Linked DNA regions of Mus musculus: region 1 is linked to region 2. The links are chromatin contacts, called in public HiChIP or PLAC-seq maps. All regions are on one chromosome and are shown on one strand. Each heading gives the region's core, a stretch centred on a gene start, on an enhancer-like site or on the middle of the called end of the contact. The rest is flanking DNA. Distances are from core to core; before and after follow the strand shown.

Evidence for each region. HiChIP or PLAC-seq counts read pairs in DNA pulled down with a chosen protein or histone mark.
Region 1: an H3K4me3 HiChIP or PLAC-seq map of bone marrow-derived macrophages shows a contact between it and region 2, with 3 times the contacts expected there. The contact joins the promoter of Rnf128 here to the enhancer-like site in region 2. A contact is called at or near these places in 1 of 39 promoter capture datasets (3T3-L1-derived adipocytes), 5 of 484 Hi-C or Micro-C datasets (cortical neurons, embryonic fibroblasts, group 2 innate lymphoid cells and 2 more), 2 of 115 datasets of contacts at active chromatin or transcription factors (bone marrow-derived macrophages and microglia) and 2 of 9 other capture datasets (adipose tissue and liver).

Annotation. Positions count from the first base shown.
Region 1 is chrX:139,609,269-139,614,014 of GRCm38.p6, forward strand. Rnf128 (ring finger protein 128) reads left to right here and starts at 1,352. Exons shown (of 7, transcript NM_023270.5): 1 at 1,352-2,021. The coding sequence starts at 1,538.
Region 2 is chrX:139,549,054-139,554,256 of GRCm38.p6, forward strand. It overlaps Radx (RPA1 related single stranded DNA binding protein, X-linked), which reads left to right. Exons shown (of 14, transcript NM_175326.6): 14 at 4,350-5,203. The coding sequence ends at 4,471. Among named protein-coding and RNA genes, the nearest start is that of Rnf128, 59 kb to the right of the region's middle. Within about 2 kb of position 1,573, at least 24 of the 459 cell types and tissues checked have an H3K27ac peak or open chromatin away from gene starts, as enhancers often do. A contact at or near this core is called in bone marrow-derived macrophages and microglia, where this site is marked.

The DNA of each region.
Region 1 (4,746 bases), core at 102-2,601, 60 kb after region 2:
TCATAAACAGCATGGTCTCTGGTTATTACTGGGAGGTAACGACAATTGATATTGTAGAACTCCTGTGCCCCTGAACTTGTCGAGTAACAATATTTAACGTAATTTTCATACTCAGCTAAACAGCATCCTGAGTGGTTTACAGGAAGACTTTTAACCATCTGATCAACTCCATGCGCTCAATGTTTTCATTCCCATTTTACAATTTATAAACAAATCGAGGCGCAGAGAAGTAAATTCTAAAGGTTAAAAACTGTTCAGAAGCTGGGCCTGGTAGCACATGTCTTTAACTGTAATCGCAACTAAGCAAGAGGATTGCCCTAAAGTATGCCTATGGTGCTAATTTACATAGTTAACTCCAGGCTGGTTAGGACTACACAGGGAGACTCTGTCTAAAATTCAAAATCATAAATAAATTCTAAAGTGGCTGTCACCTGGTATATTAATTCAGCTTAGTTCCATGCACAGTTTTAGTGATTCCAGTAAATGTAGTCATTGATAGATAATATTGACAGAAATGTATGCTGAACTATGACTAACTCATAAACAAGAGACATGTGTGAGTTGTCCAGGTGGGCTGGCCTCATTTTAGTTGGTATCAAGAGAAGAAAGGTATTGTAGTTAAGATCATGAATCTCGCTGGAAAATCAGTTAGGTCAAACCTAATTTGTGGAAGGTGAATTAAAAAGGGGAGCTTGGCTTTGAGGTGTGTGGAGATGATAATTCTGTTGTGGTTATCAAAATTGCTTGCAAGAGGCATCTGGTGCAGTGTGTTAGCCTCGGGTAGCAAAGACACGTATAGCACTTGCTGAGATCAGGGAAAGAGAAACGTGCTGTTTGGGGCCACTAAGAAGGTAATTAAATAAAGGGAGCAATGAGGACGTGCTTTGCTTGTCCTTTCCGGGGGGGAGGGGGAGGGGGAAACAGGAAGCCTCTAACCCCAGCACTAAACACCTACTCAGAACTCACACCCTTTGGACCTGGGGCTGTTCAGAAGTACTTTCCTACCACAAAGCCCAAACTCCCCTTCAGGCAAAGGAGATGGAATTTGTGCCTTTCAAAACCAACTCCAATCCGACTCCGAACTGAAAGCTTGTAAACTGGCGCATTCTCCAGTTTCTCGGGCCGAGGATTCTTCCTAAAAAGGACAGGACACACCTGGCTGGCCAACCTCGAGTCTCTCCTGTAACGTTTCCCCATCCTGTGACCCTTTTAAGAGGCGGATCCCGCAGTGTCCTTTTCCTCTCCGCTTGCTCGCTCGCTCGCTGGCTGGCTCTCTCTCCCAGCCACCTCTACCCCCAGCCGGGTGGGCGGAGCTTCGCGCGAGCGTCCCAGAGCCCGACGAGGCCGCGGCAGTCGCGAGCGAGCATCCCTAGCGCTTGCTTGTAGGAGCTGCGTCTGCAGTAGCCTGGCCGCTGACGCTGCGTGCCGGCTGGCAGGGCAGCCTGCGACCTCGCTGGCCCCGCGCCCGCTGCTAGCCGCCGGCTCCCCACCTGGTTCGCACCTAGTCCCAGCCCGGGTCGCCTGCCGAGTGCGCGCCATGGGGCCGCCGCCCGGGATCGGGGTCTACTGCCGCGGCGGCTGCGGAGCTGCCCGGCTACTGGCTTGGTGCTTCCTTCTGGCTCTGAGTCCGCACGCGCCCGGTTCCCGGGGAGCCGAAGCCGTGTGGACCGCGTACCTCAACGTGTCCTGGCGGGTTCCGCACACCGGAGTGAACCGCACGGTGTGGGAGCTGAGCGAGGAGGGCGTGTACGGCCAGGACTCGCCGCTGGAGCCCGTCTCCGGGGTCCTGGTACCGCCCGACGGGCCCGGGGCGCTCAACGCCTGTAACCCGCACACCAATTTCACGGTGCCCACGGTTTGGGGGAGCACGGTGCAAGTATCTTGGTTGGCCCTCATCCAACGCGGTGGAGGCTGCACCTTCGCGGACAAGATCCATCTGGCTTCAGAGAGAGGGGCTTCTGGAGCGGTCATCTTTAACTTCCCTGGGACCCGCAATGAGGTCATCCCCATGTCTCACCCGGGTGAGTGCAGCTACTAATTTGCAGCTCTTCAAACCTCTACTGGTGACCAGCTTCCCCGGTTTCCTTCCCTGCTTGCCTCTCCCTGTCCCTTTGCTTGGAAAGAAAACGGGTGCCCCTTTTTTTGCCCCCACTAAGTAGAGCAGGGTCCTCCCGAGAGTCTTCAGGTGTAGGGGTTGGGTGCAAAAGAATTCTTCAGAATTTAATTTGCCTCTGGTGGAAAAGGGTAAGACAAACGGGGTGGGGTGCTTGGGGGGGGGTCGCAGAGGCTGGCACAGTTGGGGTTTTCGCTTCTTTTCCTGGTGTTTCACAAGGGTGCTTTCCTGGGATTAAGGGTGTGGGAGGGTGGGCATTGGCTTTTAAACTAGGAGGGAGAACATTGCCTGGGAATCGCTTTGCGGTATAAAAACGGATTTTTCTCTTCTCTCTGGGTTTCTCTTCACATTTCCTATGAATCAAGTACAAGATTATGTTACAGTACTCAGTTAACCTCATTGTAATTTTTTGTGGAAACTTTAGCTTAGGAGTTCTCTGCCCAGTGGTCTTGGATCCCAAGTAGTTCTTGTTATCAGTGCTTTTGTTTGTTGCCTCCTGACAAACCTGATTTAGCTTCTTGAGTTCCAAGGCAGGTGGTTAATGCTACTGAAAATAAAATAAAATAAAATAAAATAAAATAAAGGCCCATACTTTGTAAAAAGTCATCCAGGTACTTCTGAAATGTGTGGACATGGTGGGGTGACTATTTAACTCCCTTCAACTGCCCTTCCAGAAACCTCCTTTTTGTGGTTTGTGATCCTAGGACCTGAAGGACAAAGTGTGTGTGTGTGTGTGTGTGTGTGTGTGTGTGTATGTGTGTTGGTGGTGGTGGTGTGTGTGTGTGTGTTGCAGGGGAACAGGGGAGAGAAGGGAAGAGTCTAATAACAATGTTTCCTGGCTGTTGAGAGCTGGGCCTAAAGTCAGACCTTGATTCAAATGTCTGCGCTGGGGCTTCCTAGTCCTGTGACCTTGGCAACTTATCTGAACTCTGAGTCTTGGTACTCTCATCAGTCAAATGAGACGGGATAATAAGAAACCGATTATCCACAGGTTTGCCTCTAGGGTAAAAATGAAATCAAACCTTCTAGAGTCTAGGGCAGTGTAACTAAAGGTTAGCAGAGACAGAGACTCCTTTAGGAGTCCCCGAAGGAAGGAATTTAGTTATTTAACTGCATGAGAATGTGTGTTTTGCTTGCAGTACTACCACTGGCTTGGCCTGGAGAGCTCTGGCCCTGAGTGAGGGGCTGTGTGGCACAATGGAAAGAGCACTGAACCAGAACCCCAGAGATTGGAGTTCCTGTAAGCTCCCTCCCTTGCTTTGCTCAGCTTTGTGACGACCTTGTCCAAGCTACATGTCAAATGGCAGTGTAAGCATTGGGAGGTGGGCACCGGGTTGGCAGAGCATGCACAGATACAGCAGAGATAAGAGGACACAATGGTCGGGATCAGCTCTAAAAGGCTTCAGTTCTTAGATTTAGTATATTGATTAAGGGAGCAAACTTATCTTTCCTAGATGATAATGCATTGATTAGAATGCAATTACATTTTAAAGGCTACTCAAGTTGAATAATGAGGCTTAGGAAAATTTAAAGTCTTTATTTGGCTATGCGATTTTACAAGGATTTGACTTAGTTTTCTCCAAATGAGCTTCATTTGCATGAAGGATTCTCAGTGGAATAATATATTTTATTTAGAGCGCGCCAGGTTAAATGACTGGACTTGTGTGAAGGATATTTATCTGGCAGTTTTAGGAGACATGATTAACTTTTGGTGAGCTCCTACTGTGTGCTAGGCTTTCCATCTACACATTATTATTATTATTTATTATCAGGGACTATGGTATAGTAGGAAAAACAGACATTCATCAAAGTCAAGATTGACAGTCCAGTTCTGGATTTAACACACAATAGCTTTGTGACCTTGGCCAGCTTATTTAACCTTATTGAGTCTTGGCTCCCCTATTTGTAAATGAAGATGATATTTATGTTGTGATAATGACTAAGAATAACATATAAGCTAGGTAGCAGAGGAGAAACATCCATAAATGCTAGTTGCATAATAGATTAATGGTAAGAAGAAGTGAAAAGCGAATATCCAAATATATAGTTCTCCAGTTACCAGTTTGAAGACATGGATGTCCTGAAAATCTAATTAGGTCTTTTGCATTTCCGGATCTCATATAGGAAGGAAGAAAGTCACAAGTGCGCTGAGAGATATTTGGGTACTTTTGAAGCATTTTAGTACCCGAACTGATGACACAAACAATATTGCTGTTATATGAACTACCCAAAAAAAAAAAAAAGCTAACAGATTACTTTTGAGGCATAAAATGACAATTCTCTATGGAACTCCTAGAGAAACTACTTTTCAGCATAGGGAGAAACGACTTCATTCCCATTTGCCATTGAGGATTTGGAACGTGTTGTGTGCTGTTTGCTTTTCTCTCTCCTGAGAACAAATCTGGGGCTCCCTTTTAAGCATCTGCTTGACCATAGTGGGATGGAGGTTTAAGTTTTAATTCATTACATATTACATGGGGCCACCAAACATGAAAAGCCATTGCTGCCTTCTTTGTTTACGCTCACAGGGGCTACACAGGAATCATTTGAACAGAAGACCTAAGCTTTCACCTACCATAACTGGAAAATCTTTTATACCCATTGTTTCAAGTGATTGAAATACGTGGTTTGAA
Region 2 (5,203 bases), core at 323-2,822:
ATCTGCTGCATATGTGTGGGGAGGCCTAGGTCCAGCCTGTGTATGATCTTTGGTTGGTGGTTCAGTCTCTGAGAGCCCCAAGGGTTCAGGTTAGTTGACTCTGTTGGTCTTCCTGTGAGTTCCTATCCCCTTAAGGACCCACAATCTTTCCTTCTACTCTTCCATAAGAGTCCCTAAGTTCCATCCACTGTTTGGCTGTGGATGTCTGCATCTGTGTGAGTTAGCTGCTGGGCGAAGCCTCTCAGAGGAGAGCCATCCTAGGCTCCTGACTACAAGCATAACAGAGGACCATTAATAATGACAGGGATTGGTGCTGCCCATGGGATGGGCCTCAAGTTATTGACTGATCTTTCCCTCAATCTCTGCTCCATCCCCCATTCCTGCATTTCTTATAGACAGGATAAATTTTGAATCAAAAGTTTTGTGGGTGGGTTGGAATCCCTGTCACTTCATTGAGGTTCCTATCTGGCTAAAGGAGGTGGCCTCTTCAGGATCTATATCCCCACTGTCATCCCCATTTATTCTTGGACAGCTCCCTAGTCCAAGTCTCTGTCTTTTACTGGAGATGCCCCCTACCTCCCCACCCCTGTCAGTTGCAGATTTTAAATGGTATTCTTTCGTGTAAGGTTTTAAGGAACAGGCCAAACTGTTTTCTATTACAAGTATACTTACTCTTCCACATATCCATGAGCCATGTATGAAGATTCTAGTTCCTCCACAGCCTAGCAACATTTGTTCACTTCTTATTGTTTTGTTTAATTTATAAATAATTACACATTTATTTTTTTAATGTCATGGCATGAACACATGCACATTCACTATGGCACATGCCATCTGTGCCATAGTATATATGTGAGGGTCAGAGGATGACCTGAACGAGTTTTCTCCTACTTTGTTGATTCCAGGGATCAAACTCAAGTAATCAGACCTTCCCCACATACCCTAATTTTGTTGTGTTCTGTTTTGTTTAGAGCTGTACGAATGTATAAGAAATGGTACTCTTGTGAGTTTAGTTCTGCATTTCTCCCTATGACTAATGATTTGAGCATCTTTTCATGGACACATGGAGAACTTTCTATTCAAGTACTTTGCTTATCTCTTAATTTTTTTATGAAATAAGTTATCATTAATATGACTTTGTTCTTACAGTTTAAAATTTTAATCCATTTAGAATTCATGTGGAGGATAAAGTAATGATTTAACATATATTTTACAAATGATCAACCATTTATCACACATCATTTAACAAATCTTGCTAATATGAAATCTTGGTATCATTTTAATCATAAAGTTGGATATCCATATATACACCTATATACCCACTTGAAAATATTATGTTAATGTGTCTATTGAACATATCTATAGCATAATACTAGGAAAGGGGATAACATTTAAAATGTAAATAAAGAAAATATCTAATAAAATTTTTTTTAAAAGAGAGAAAAATGATTCTCTGGGTAGTCAGGGTCTCCCATATTGATTTCAAGGACAAGAAACACTGCACTGCATTATATTGTAGGTTGAACTGTAGCGCAGTTACAAAGCAGCTCTAAGTCACAGTGACTGAGCACAATTACAGCTTCTTTCTTGCTCAAGTGTTGTGCAATCAGTCAGCAACTCCCTTCTCATGAACCAACTCCGCTTGCTTCCTTGTTGCTAACACAGCAGGAGCAAATGGCTTCTAGAGTTGTGAAGGCAAAGAAAAAATAGGGGACAAATTCGTTTTTATTTACTTTGGACAAGAAATGATGTATCACTCCAACTCATATTCCCATTTGCCAGAACTGCGAACACGATACCAGTAAACTACAAAGACCAGGATGCTTTCTCTTCCCTCGTGACCAAGAATAGGAAGCACTAGGAACACATGGGGCTTCCTTCATCGTGTCTACTTTATGCACGTATTTTCCTAAAATATGTAATTCTAACAACTTCAAGCAAATTTACAAAAGTCCTTTTTAATAAGTAAAATCCTATAGTCTTTTTCCAAAAGGCTTCTGTGACATTATTAATATCTTAATTTTATAATAGAGGGTTTTCTTTAATAAAAAACTTAATGCTATTTTAGTGGCTTCTGTGTGTTAGTGACCATTCTAAGAGCTTCATATCTATTTCATCTGCAAGACAGTCTATGATATACATGCTAGATATGCAAATTTGAGAGTAACTTGTCATTTACTCAAAGTATAAGATAACTGATGAAGTCAGCCAGAGAGAACTCTTCAGTTTTATGTTATAGATGGTATGTAAATATATTTTAAAAGTCACTATATGATAACTTTGGTTTGTTTCAGTTAGCATCAAATATAAAGATCTTAGAAATTTTTTAAAGTATTTGGATTAATGTCCTTCACACTTAAAGAAGATAATTATATAGTATTAGCATTTATTGGCCATACTCATTGTTTTTTCACAAATTCAGTTCATTCATTAGGGTGGTTTTTTATTAATATTTTTATTAGGTATTTTCCTCATTTACATTTCCAATGCTATCCCAAAAGTCCCCCATACCCTCCCCCCACTCCCCTACTCACCCACTCCCACTTTTTGGCCCTGGCATTCCCCTATACTTGGGCATAAAAGTTTGCAAGTCCAATGGGCCTCTCTTTCCAGTGATGGCCGACTAGGCCATCTTTTGATACATATGCAGCTAGAGACACTGGGGGTACTGGTTAGTACATATTGTTGTTCCACCTATAGGGTTGCAGATCCCTTTTAATTTATATGTCTAGCAGAGGAGGCTGTTGAGATATTGAAGCTTGAGCTTTTATATATCCCATCTAAGGCTCATTTGATTGTCTTTGGCATGTTGTGTGCTTTAATTAAATAAAAAAATGAAACACAAACAAAAACAAATGAAGTCCCTGGACTTTAGTACAGTATTTGTAGCATAAAAAGTGAAAAGCATACACCACGAGGCCATATGTGTGGATTAAATCACCATGTAACTTTGTTATTTCTCAATGCTTTTATTATTTTGTATTTAAAACTATTGTCATTGAATTCTGTTTTCTGTTTACCTTAATAGTAGTTGCCTAGTGTTTTGATAGCTTCGATAAAATATGAGAGTCAAAAAAAATGGAAGAAAGCAAAGCAAACTATTTCTCCCTAAAGTTTTCAAATTGGCTTTGTGCCACAATACTTCATCATGTAACCAGGCCATTTGTAATGCTGCCTTGGACTTTACTTCCTCCTGAAGTCTGCCACAAGTGGATGATCATAGTCTTCTGAGGCCTTCTCAGGCCATGTGGCAAACCCCTGGGTGTGTGTCTGGTTGTCTTGCACAAGATCATTTATAGGAACTTACTCCCTTATATATCACACTTCTCAACTTCTTGCCACCCTGGATATTCAGTCTATTGCTCGTTCTAATGGCACTTGTATCACCAATACTATATATTACATGCTTTTAAGAGAAACCTCTGTTGGAAGGCCACCACAGCTATGAGATCACATGAAACTGGGTAGAACAAAAGCAAGCTATATGTCTGTCGTTGAGGTAGCTTTCAGAGAGAGCAAAACACAATGGAATCAGTGAGGATAAATCCTGCCCTGGTCCCTTTAGTCTAGCAAATTCATCCAAAGATGAGAACTTCTCTGCTTATGGTTGCTAGTCATCTGGAGTGTGAATGGTGGTAAGCAGGCAGTTTAATGCTCCCAAGGACGGACACTCAGAGCACAAGACAATAATTTCTTTCTTCGTGAATATTTGTCCTGATTTTTCTAAATATTTTTCTAAGTTCTGCAATTGTGTATATATGGACTCTGAGAATTTTGCCAAATTACATACAAATTATATGCATGCTTAGAAAGACAGAGATCTGAAATATCCTGCTATGACTTTTTCATAAACGTTCATGAGAATATACTAAGCTGTATTAGTTCTGAAAAAAATACACTTTGAAAGAATCCCTAGCAACATGCATATTTACCTATAAACATGCACAGAAATGAAATCAAAATTCATAAGATACATTGATTGTTTGCTTTGCATTTGTAGATTTCTTTCAAAATAACAATTCCCTATAAAGATAAAATAACTCATCTTCGTGCTTCTTTGAAACCTAAGATGTTTGTTTGTGACCTTTAAAAGATGTAGATTTGCTTTACTTCACCCATAAAAAGAAAGAAACCCAAATATTCTCAGAGATGTGTGTAAGAACATTAGTGACTGTATCTATAGGCATGTTCTCTGTCTGGAGAAACTGGGTAAATACATGTAATGAGCTAAAAAGTGTAAGGATGCCATTAATACTGTAAGGGAAACAGTCATCAGTTTGTATGAGTCTAAATCCAAGTAAATATTTAACTATTTTACAATACTTACGATCTGTTTTTTGCACTTTTAGGTGATATTGTAAAGGCAGCAGCTGACCTGGATAGAGTCCACATCATTGGTATCTTGGATATCTGTAATTTGGGTAACAATAAAGTGGAAGTCTGTTTGCAGAAAATTTATACTCCAGAATAGGCTTCTTAAAGATTAGTAGAGAAAGTAATTACAGGTTATATACAGTATACTGCTTTAGAGAGAATTTGTTAATTTGCTTGGTATTTTCATCAGAATATTACATGACCTGGAAAGTTAAGTGGTTTTCAGTTCATCTTGTATTTGGCACTCTCACTTCATATTAGATTCATTATTGAAAAAAAGTCATCAAGTCAATTTTATGTGTCAAAAATTATTTCACTTGTATGTGACTATTATCTTAACTTGTAACAATTTATGTTTTACAGTTCCTTTTACAAAGTGTATTTTTACTCCAGTGTGTCTTGGCTTACACAATTTAACAGCTTTCTGATTTTATTCACATACAGTGATGAATCTTGCATTGCAAATTCAAAGTCTAAGTTAACAGTCTCCTAAAGTGACCACCTACATTTCTTATAATCCAGGTAGTTCCTGTCATGTCCACACACACATGGATTGTAGTGATCCAATTGCCCCAGTCTCCCTGCATTTGCTATTAAGTGAATATGCTGAACTGTCATAAAATTTTTTCAACCCTTTATTGTGATTTCCAATGTCTTGAAGTTTTAAGTGTTTTGACCAGTGTGTAATGTTAAATTCAGAGGCTACAGTATATCTACATTCATGTGGTGTTCATTGGTAATTTCAGTATATGTAATGTGATTTTAGACTGTGAAATTTTATCTCACATTAATATCTGAAGTGCTTGTATTAAAAGTAAAGAAAGGTAAC